2 separate regions of the Sus scrofa genome follow, and region 1 is linked to region 2. Evidence: chromatin contacts called from public Hi-C data. All regions are on one chromosome and are shown on one strand. The core of a region is the stretch at or near the end of the contact, and the rest is flanking DNA. Distances in the headings are between cores, read along the strand shown. Region 1 holds the start of LAMC1 (laminin subunit gamma 1). Region 2 holds the start of SHCBP1L (testicular spindle-associated protein SHCBP1L).

Region 1 (4,938 bases), core at 991-3,490, 62 kb before region 2:
TTGACAGATACTGTCTTAGCGAACACATTATCTTGGTAACAGGGAAGTGATCACCAAGTAATCTACCCACCTCTACAATCACCTGAAATAACCTTTTGCTACACAGTGCTCACAGCAGAAAATTCAGAAGGCCAAGACTGACAGCCTGGTCTTTCCCTAAATAAGAGATGCTTAGTCAGACATTTTCAATTGCATCTCAGGTATTTGAGACATCAAGGCCAGGCTTTTGCTTTGAAATTTTTACTATTTCAAAAGAGATTAAAATAAGACTTCGTGGGCATTCAAAATGCAACACTTTACCAAAACAAAATTTTAAAATAACTGAATACAAATTTCATAAATAATTTTGGCCCAGTTTAAAAATGTAACACTTAGGAGAAAATAGCTAAAGAGCATCCCCACAAAGTCTTAGGAGGCCCTAGGTCACTTGCAAAATCTTTAAAAAGGCACATACACATTCCAAGACACTGCTTAGTTCTGTTTCCAATACCTCTGAAAAACTGAACTCAGTTTTCTTCTTCCATCTCTGAAAAACAGGTGCGTCAGTTTCATTGATGAACTTATTTTCAAGAAGTTTCATCTTTCTAATGACTTATCTACAAATAAAATATTTACTAAGAAGATGCTAAACACTGCTTTTCTAAAACTTACTCCATACACAGTAATTTAACTCCGCTTTTCAAAGTACTTTTATAAATCATATTCTTTCTCTGGAATCTTGACACTTACATAAAGTGTAATTAATGTACCAGAGAACAGTGGAAAGAAAAGTACAAAACCACAACCAAAAGAACCATGTGCCTACCAAACATTCCTTTCAGAGGTTCCCCAAATAATGTTACTAGCCTTACAGAATTAACCTGCCTTGACAGAAGAATGGCTTGGCACTCTGTTCTCTCTGGAAGTTCATTGCTATCAGCTACGGTAAAATCACATCTTTCAAGGCCACAGAGAGTGAAGCTCTACACCTCAAATGTCAGTTTCTCGCATGTTACTCTGTTAAACACAATAATGAATCACTGCACTTGTCTATTTCACTGATGAAGAAAAACTGACCCAGATCAAACATGATCTGTAATACTGTGGCAACAACATGTCCATCCTCGTCCACCACCCAGCAGTGAAGTTTTCTATACATCCCTTTCCTGATTTCTAAAAGGTTATTTACACATCTTTCCACACTTACTTTGAATCAAAGCAAAAGGGAAGACAGTAAGGAGAGCCTTTTTATCCAGGACAAAACTGTACCCAACAACCACAGCGAGTTGCAGAAACCTCCTTTTGTTTTCTCTGTCCCAAGATTAGCAGTGAAATCGCTTTGGGACCCTCAATTAAAGTTGAACAACCTTAAAGAACAATAACTTTAAAGTTGAACGTCTATTTTAATTACACATAGGCAACAGCGACAGTAAAGGCATTTGCTCCCCTCAAATCCCCTTAGACCCTTTCCTCTCTAGCTTATTCAGCAGAGCAAACAGCAATCATCCTCAACGCGGGAGAGAAAAACATTTAAACAAGGTAGAAGTGCTTAAAGAGAACAAGCGATTAACGTTTCGGAAAAGAATGAACAAAACGGCCGAAATGACAAATAATCAAGGGAGAGAAAACCCCGGTTAAGAGTAGGAAGGCAAAGAGATGCTGGCGGGAAGCCTCTTGGCTAGCGGGACGTTTAGAAGGTGGAGAAGGGAACCTCTGAGTGGCCCATGCCGGGGAGCAGAAAGCCAGCATGCGGCTGTTTGGACCCCGCTTTGATTCAAAGGTGAAGCGGGCCAGGGAGCTGAGCTGCTGGCGAGCAGTAGTAGGGGACAGGGCTGTCACCGCTTACCCAGGTGCAGCGTGAGGTTGATGGAGTTGGGGTACTGCACGCCGGCCAGCATGGTCTGGCTCTGCCACCAGGTGGTGTCGGCCTGGTTGTTGTAGTCGGTCAGGAAGGCTGCCCCGTGCTGCAGGTGGGGCTGCCCGGCGTCGCACAGGTGACAGGACTTGGTGACCCCGGTCACCCCGGTCTGCACACAGTACTCCTCAGGCGGAGTCCCGCACGTGTTGGTGGCCACCACGGTCACGTTGAAGGCGGCGTTGACGAACTCGGGCATGCAGCGTTGCGCCCGCCCGCCCTCGTCCGTGCACTCGTCCATGGCTGCCCGGGCGCAGCCGGCCGTGGCGGCCGCCAGCACAACCAACACTGGCCAGAGGCGGCCCCGTGGCCGCAGCGCCGGCGCGGCCCTCGTGCTGCTGCTCATCCCGCCGCCCGCGCTCAGGGCCACAGCAAAGGCAAGGGCGCGTTGCTCCAGCCCGGCGGCGTCCCTCGGAGGCCGCTCCGCTGGCTGAGCCTCGGGGCCCAGGCGCCGGACTCTCCGGACGGGCGGTGGCGGGGGCTCGCGCCGAAGAGACGGGCCGGTGGGTGCCCCTAGCGAGGACTGCACGGCTCGCTGACCACTGCCCCGCGCGCCGCCTCCGCGCTTCCCGCACCTACCCGGGACACAGCCCGCACTCGCCGCCGACCCCCGACTTCCGAGCGCGTGCCCAAGTGCGCGCCCCCGAGGAGGAAGGAGCAGGGGGTGGGATCGGCAGGGTTGGGTGGGGTCTGGCCAAGAGAAAGCCCAAACCAGGCGTCTTTCAGCAGTTCGCGCGGCCCCCGCAGCTGCTCCTCCACTCTCCGCGCGCCGTGGACTGCGCGTCCGCCCCGGCGACTCGCGGCGGCGGCGGCGGGGGCGGCGGCATCTCGTGCTCGGGCCCGCGGCGCGCGATCGGCGGGGGAGGGGCCTTGAGGGGCGCGAGGGGTGGGCGGGGAGCCGGGAAGCGGGAGGAGTAGGGAGGGAGGGACGGCGGGGCGGTGCATGCCGGGAGGGAAGGGGAGGCTGCGGAGAGCCAGCGCCCCGCAGGAGGGAGACGCCGGGGTACCCCGGGGTCCTGTCCACGGAGACTCCGATTTCGGGAGGGGTCAACGAAGGGCGCGTAAAAGGGGCGACGCCAAATCGGCGATGTCGCTCGGCGTGGGCCTTTGGGCCCGGCACCCGGGCCGCTGAAACGCGGATCCCCGCCCCGCCAGGTGTCGGTCCCTGAGTCCAGTGGGCCGCGCCCTGGGGCGGGGACCCGAGGGACCTAAACGCGGGGACTGCCCGCAGACTCCTACCCAAGCCGGCCGCCCCGGGAATGGCCTCAGCTGCGCGGGGCTGGCTCCAGAGCTTTCCGAGGAGAGGTCCCGGGGTGTCAGGGGGCTGCCACGGTCCCCAGAGAATAAAGGGCCTGGTCGAAGCATCAAAATGAGTTTTCTGAAGCCGGTTTCCTGCCTCTGAATTAAAGTATAACCAGTCGTTTAACAGGGGCATGGAAGGAAGTGAAAAGGCTGGGAATGGAATGACATTTTTCCCTTGGGTACGCAGACCCACTGCGAAATTCTTCCACTGTGTTGTTTATGTTCCCCAGCTTGCCTTTAAAAGACTCGAAATTATCTGGCTCTGACATCCTCCTTTTCGGGCCTGCTGAGTCACGGAATATTCTCCGTGCCAGAATGACTCAGTTCACAGAACCTGAGCCAGAAGATCATGAGGTTTAGTCCGAGATCAGAACCTGGGCGCTTACCCAGTGCTGATACGACAGGCAAAGACGCGAAGGGAGGGTGCTGTAAAAGTGGATGGCCCGAGGGCGGCGGGTTTTAAACTTTTGGCGTCCCCAAGCAAAGTGGGTGTTCTTCGGGATGCTCTTGAGACGGTTTGAGGAAAAAAAAAAAAAAATCGATCCTAACAGTAAAGTGAGAATAATAAATACGCTGGGGAGGAGTGGGAGGCATACCTAGTTTTGGACCCAGTAGTCCTGTTAAGAGAGGGGTAATGGGAATGTGATAAAATGAAATAAGTAAATGTTAGGTTACTGTGGTTGGTTGGGGTCAGTGTTAAATCTAGGAGGACCTTAAGGATAATGGGAGGACGATGGGTTAGGGGACTTACCAAAATGGTGAGTCTGCTTAGGATATACATAGACCACTTATATTTTTAATTTATTTGATGAGATGGGTGGAGATTATGCATGGCTGAGTCTCTAACTGCTCACCCCTTGCCATTGACTCTTTGGGTGAAGAAAGCTGTGGAACTGTAACAATGTTTTAATCCTTTCATGTTTGCCTGGGAATAAAATAAATGCATTCATTTATACTTAGAGGGGATGACAGTCTCTCTCGGTCCTTGATTGTTCTTGAGAACAGACGAGGGCATAAAGGACAAAGATAAGGATTTCAGTTGTGAATAAAGCTACAGATAATTTTAATAAGTATATTTAAATACATATATTAATGCATTTGTCTTATAAATTTTAAGTATTTTATTAGGTAATAGCAAACCAAACAGTGGGTCTCCTTTTGTTTTCCCCCTGGTCAAACAGTTAAAGGTAAGGAGACTCCAAAGGCTGCAAATTTACATATTTCCTTGTCAGTGTTCCCTTGAGTTCCAATGTCCAAGGGCAACTTCAAGCTATTACTTACGTTTATCTACCCCACAGTTTCATTACCAGAACCTCGTCTGGTATTTGTAAAGCCCATAAAGAGACTTTAAACTGATTTCTGAATTCTGTTACCCATCACAGGGGTGTGACAAGGAGATACCTATTTTGAAGAGAGATAAAATTGTAACAAGCCAATGTGCTTGATGAGAAAAATTTTAACCAAAGGTTAAAACAAATTTTAAGACAATTTGGGAAATTTAAACACTAATTTTATCTTTGATAATAAAAAGTTAAGTTGTCGTTGGGGTTGTTTGGGGGAGTTGTTTGTTTTTAGGATTTTTTTTTTTGGCCATACCTGTGGCATATTCCTGGGCCATGGAACCCAAGTCACAGCAGTGACAATGCAAAATCCTTAATGACTAGGTCACCAGGGAACTCTGCCAAATTAAGTATTTTAAGTACTTGGAGATGTCACTGTTGACCAAGTAGACTTTGTTTGGT
Region 2 (5,148 bases), core at 1,754-4,253:
TTTTTAGTATTATTCTCAGTGTTGTAGAGCCAACATAATGATCAACGCTAGTACACCTCTGTTTCCCAAAAAACTTCTGAACCCTGACTTCTGGCAGTCAGTCGCCATTTTCCCTCAAACCATCCCACTGTCCTCACTCCTAAGCAACCACTAACTACTTCCTCTCTCGATAGCTTTGCCTATTCTGGCATTTCATATAAGTGGAATCATGTTGTTACGCAGACTCTAGTAACCAACTCTATTCTCGTAGCATGTTTTCAAGGTTCTTCCATGTTGTAGTGTGTATCAGTACTTCATTTCTTTCCGTGGCCAAATAACCACATTTCCTTTTCTGTTTATCAGCTGATGGATATTTGCGTTCTTTCTACTTTTTTGGATATTATAAATAATGCTGCTATGAACACTCGTGTACAAGTTTTTATGAGGATGTATATTTTCATTTCTCCGAAGAATTTTATTTCTCTTAAAAAAACATGTTTAGACAGTTCTGTTGAGGCTCAGTGGTAACAAATCCCAGTAGTATCCATGAGGATGCAGGTTCAATCTCTGGCCTACCTCAGTGGGTTAAGGACCCGGCACTGCTGTGAGTTGTGGTGTAGATTGCAGATGTGGCTTGGATCCCACATTGCTTTGGCTGTGGTGTAGGCTCCAGCTGCAGTTCCAACTCAGTTCCTAGCCTGAGAACTTCCATATGTTGCACGTGCAGGCCTACTAAAAAACAAAAACAAAACAAAGAAAAAAACCATGTTTATTGTCTGTCTCCCAACCAGTATGTAAGCTCAGAGATTTCTGTGTGTTTTGCCATATCCCTAGTACCTAATACCAGACCAGCATACCTGTAAAATGATGAACTGTTTTTCCTCTCTCCTTTTTGTAAGACAGAGGTTTTGCAGCATGGGACCCTTCAGTTTCTCTTAATTCTGAGCCCAACTTTGCATCTATAGTCAACACTAGGAGGAAAGGAAGGTGACTCTGTCAATCTAAATTAACCTAGGAGGCAATAATCAGGCAAAAAATATTTACTTGGGATCAAAGAATTACATAGAATTGCAACCCAAACAGTGTCCCATCAGGGAGCAAAAGTCAGGGGCAAAAAATGGAAAAAGGGGGGAAAAAGACAAAAAAGGGCATTGTGCATTACAAAGGCTTCCATTGGCTTGTTAAATCTGTGGATGCAAAACTGCAGAGACAGAGGGCCAGCTGTAAAGGTATATGTGGATTTTTGATTGTGTGGGCCTTGTTACCCTAAAATCCCACACTGCTCAAGGTCCAATGTATTTGTGGTTCGGCCTGGTTCAAGAGTTTATGGTCCACCAGAGAGGACACGAGCGAGGTCCACCTCAATGGCCTCCTGGCTCCATTTTAAAGGGTCAGGGAACAGACACTGCTTTCATAACCAAGATTCGGCTTAAGCATCACTTCTTCTGAGAAGGAAAGTCAGTTCTTCTCACAAAGTGGGGAACACACATATATTAAAACATAGATGTGTGTGCGTATATATAAGTTTTTATCATAGTTTTTACCAAATTCTATCACCTATTTACCCATTTGTCCCCTTCACTAGGATTATGAGAACAGAATTTTGTATTTTATGTCTAGAACTTCGGTATCTATGCATTGCCTGGCACATAGCAGCTCCCTTACAAATACTTGTTTTCTTTTCCCTTCCCTCCCTTCCTCTCTCCCTCCCTTTCTTCCTTCCTTCCCCTGGGAGGCAGCTGTTGTTTTTAAACTTTAGACTAAGACAAGTGGTCTCTATTATTCTGAACCTTGGAATTTAAAAAAAATACAAAATTTATTAAAACCAACGTTCTGAAGAATGCTGGTGTAAACTATCCACTTGTGGTAAATGAAATCTATAATTAGAGAATCATTAAAAAAAAATCCAGGACTTCTGACAAAAGGAATAAACTTAGAGGAAGTTTAGAGGAAGGAATAAACTTAGAGGAATCAACTTTAAGGAATAAACTTGGAGGCTCAGCGGGTTATGAACCTGACTAGTATCCATGAGGATGCAGTTTCCATCCCTGGCCCAGCTTAGTCAACACTGCCATGAGCCCTGGTGTAGGTGGCGAGAGATGGCTGGGATCTGGCATTGCTGTCGAGTGTCGGCCAGCAGCTGTAGCTCCAATTTCACCCCTAGCCTGGAAGCTTCCATAGCTGCAGCTACGGCCCTAAAAAGAAAAAAAAAAAAAAAGAAAGTAATAAACTTAAGAGTCAAACATGATGAATGTTGTAATTATTCCCTGAGCTAGAGTAACACGATATTAATCCTAATATTTTCCTCAAAATAAACTCCAAATTTAACACAATGTCCTTCCAGATGAGGGTGAAGGCAGGCAGGTGTTTTCCCAATGCTGTTTCTCTCCGTGGGAGCTGTCAGCCCCAGTGCAGTACTTCACAGCTGGACTATAAACAAAAGTTATTCCAATTGGCTCCGCTTAGGTTCAATAGCAAAAAAAAAAAAAAAAAAAAAAAAAACAGAAACGAGTGGTCCCTGCCGTCCAAATTGTATTCCGTGGAGTAGACTTTTACTGTGAAAGTGTTCACAGTTCGCGCACATTACTCTCAGCTGGACACGAGCGCCCAGCTTCACAGTTACATAATATAGTCTCTCACGTGAGAATTTTCAGCAGCACAAAGGGACATGAAAATAGACTACCTTACCCTTCTTGGCAGAAACTGTCTTGCTTAAAATGTCAAAGAAATTTTATTTTGGGAACCCTGTGCAGATGCTGCGGGAAACCGAGGTCTCCGGACTCCCCACGAAGTTCCTCTAGTAATCACCAGAAAGTTCCAGTTATCATCGCCACCCAGTTTACCAATAAATTTTCTTTCAGGCTGTGTCTGTGCGGCCATGGGTGTGCTGGAGGGTTGGGTGCTGCCTCCGCTTGTTCGGACCTGAGGACCCGGAGGGCGACTCAGGGTCACCCTGAAAACGCCTGAGGAGCCCATGGCAACCCTCCCCGAGGAGGCAATTCTGTTTCTGGAGAGTTCTGAGGCGAGCGGGGTGAGGTCAGAGCCAGCAGCCGGGGGGCGGACTCCCAGAGCAGTGGCGCCCCTCCCCCGCCTCAGGCCACGCGGTCCAACTCTTCCAGAACCTTCCTTCCGCCCCGCCCCGTCGCGCCCGCCCCGCAGCAGCCCTACTCACCTCAACCTCCAGAACCCCTTCGGACACGGGCCGCGCCGAGCGCCCCACGCCGCAGCGGGATCCCCGCGAGCCGCCGCCGCGCACGTTGCGGGCCCTGAGGCCTCTGCTCGCCCATTGGCCCGCGCCGTCCGGGCGGGAGAAGTGGCCAACGGCCGCCGCTGGCCGTCAGGGTGCTGCGGCCATGGCGTCGGGACCCAGGCCCGCGGTGCCTGAAGACTCGGTCCGAACCGTCAGCCCCGGCCGGCGAGGCGAGAAGACTGTCTCCGCGCCCACTGGGGAGTTGGAGGCGGCAGGGACCCTGAAGAGCGTCGTGTCCCCGGTGCGGTCGGTGGTGGCCTCCCCTCGTCGCGTGAAGGGGAAAGCGGGCCGGGAGGCGGCCCGGCGGCGACTCCAGCTCCTGTCGGTCTCTCAGGCCGAGGGCCCGGGGGAGGGGCCCGACGAGAAGGAGGAGCCCCTTCTGTCGGTGCTGGAGGAGGATGACGAAGAGGCGCAGCCGCTGCCCCCAGTCTGCGTGTCCCCTACGAGGGGGATGTGGCGGGACGAGAAGGTGGCGCTGTATTGCGACGGGATCCTGCAGGACTGCAAGGTGAGAAGGAGACGGAGAAGGGCGGGAATCCAGCCTAGACGGACTCGGGGCTTCCTTTTGTGGTGATGGGGTACCGAGGGCACAAAGAAAGCCTACATTTCAGAGCTCCCGCTGTGGCGCGACAGGATGGGCAGCCTCTTGGGAGCGCTGGGACGCGGGTTGCGTCCCCTGTCCCGCACAGCGGGCACAGCATCCTGCATTGCCGCGGTTGCGGCTTGGATCTCATCCTTGACCCTGGAGCTCCAATATGCCGCAGAGTGGCAAAAAAAAAAAGAAAAAAAAAAAAGAAAGAAAGAAAGAAAAGCTTGCATTTCAACAAAATACATGTGCTAAACATTTATAGGGATTTCACTTTGTTAGAGGTATCCAGACCCTGTTAAAAGAGTTACAATTAGATTTTCCTTCAAACAGACGATATATCAGTTAAGGGGACAGTTTTGATAGAATAATTCTCTGGTTTTCCGATGGTTGAAGATAGATAGACCTTATTAGTGCCCAGGTAGGCATCTTGTTTTCATATAACAATCAGTGCCCAGGGAGTTCCTGCTGTGGCTCAGCGGTAAGGAACTTTTCTAGTATCCATGAAGATGCAGGTTCTATCCCTGGCCTAGCTCAGTGGGTTAAGGCACCAGCGTTGCAGTGGCTGTGGCATAAGCCAACAGCTCTAGCTCCAATTCAGCCCCTAGCCTGGGAACTTCCATATGCCGCAAGTGTAGCCCTAAAAGATCAAAAAAAAAAAAAAAAAAAAAAAAGTGTGCCCAAACAGAAGGATAAGATTATTTAGCCTTGACTTTTACACAATACTAAAAACGTTTACACTTTAAGAATCATTCCCAGACATCAGTCTAGGATGTGGAATGAGGCTTTGTAAAGAAAATAGAGCAAATATTGTATATTTCTAACTTTTTTATTTTTTGCGTTTTAAGGCCTCACATGTGGCATATGGAAGTCCCCAGGCTAGGAGTCTAATCACAGCTGCAGCTATGGCCCTACACCACAGCCACTGCAGTGCCAGATTTGAGGCGCCCCTGCAACCTACACCACAGCTCATGGCAACACCAGATACTTAACCCAGTGAGTGAGGCCAGGGATCAAAGCCGAGTCCTCATGGATACTAGTCGGATTCGTTACCACTGAGCCACAGTAGGAACTCTTTTTTTTTTCTTTTAAGTTATAGCAGAAGAATTTGTGTAGAAGGATTTCACTGCACTGACATTTATAAAATTTAAAAACTGGAAACTAAATTTCTGAATGGGGGCTATAAAGAACTGTGGTGGCTTCATATAATGGAAAACCATGCAGATGTAGTAGCTATATTCTTCAGGAGCTATAGATATACTTATGCTATAATGTTAAGTTAAAAAAAAAAAAGACAAAATAAAAATATGATTCATTGTGTAGATGAATAAAT

Evidence for each region. A called contact is a pair of places that touch in the nucleus more often than the background predicts.
Region 1: a contact with region 2 is called in a Hi-C map of skeletal muscle, with 10 times the contacts expected there. The contact joins the promoter of LAMC1 here to the promoter of SHCBP1L in region 2. A contact is called at or near these places in 14 of 47 Hi-C or Micro-C datasets (alveolar macrophages, embryonic fibroblasts, fetal liver and 10 more) and 1 of 2 datasets of contacts at active chromatin or transcription factors (skeletal muscle).

Annotation. Positions count from the first base shown.
Region 1 is chr9:124,280,970-124,285,907 of Sscrofa11.1, reverse strand. It overlaps LAMC1 (laminin subunit gamma 1), which reads right to left and starts at 2,240. Exons shown (of 29, transcript NM_001271715.1): 1 at 1,826-2,240. The coding sequence starts at 2,240.
Region 2 is chr9:124,219,705-124,224,852 of Sscrofa11.1, reverse strand. SHCBP1L (testicular spindle-associated protein SHCBP1L) reads left to right here and starts at 3,003. Exons shown (of 10, transcript XM_021063784.1): 1 at 3,003-3,737. The coding sequence starts at 3,333.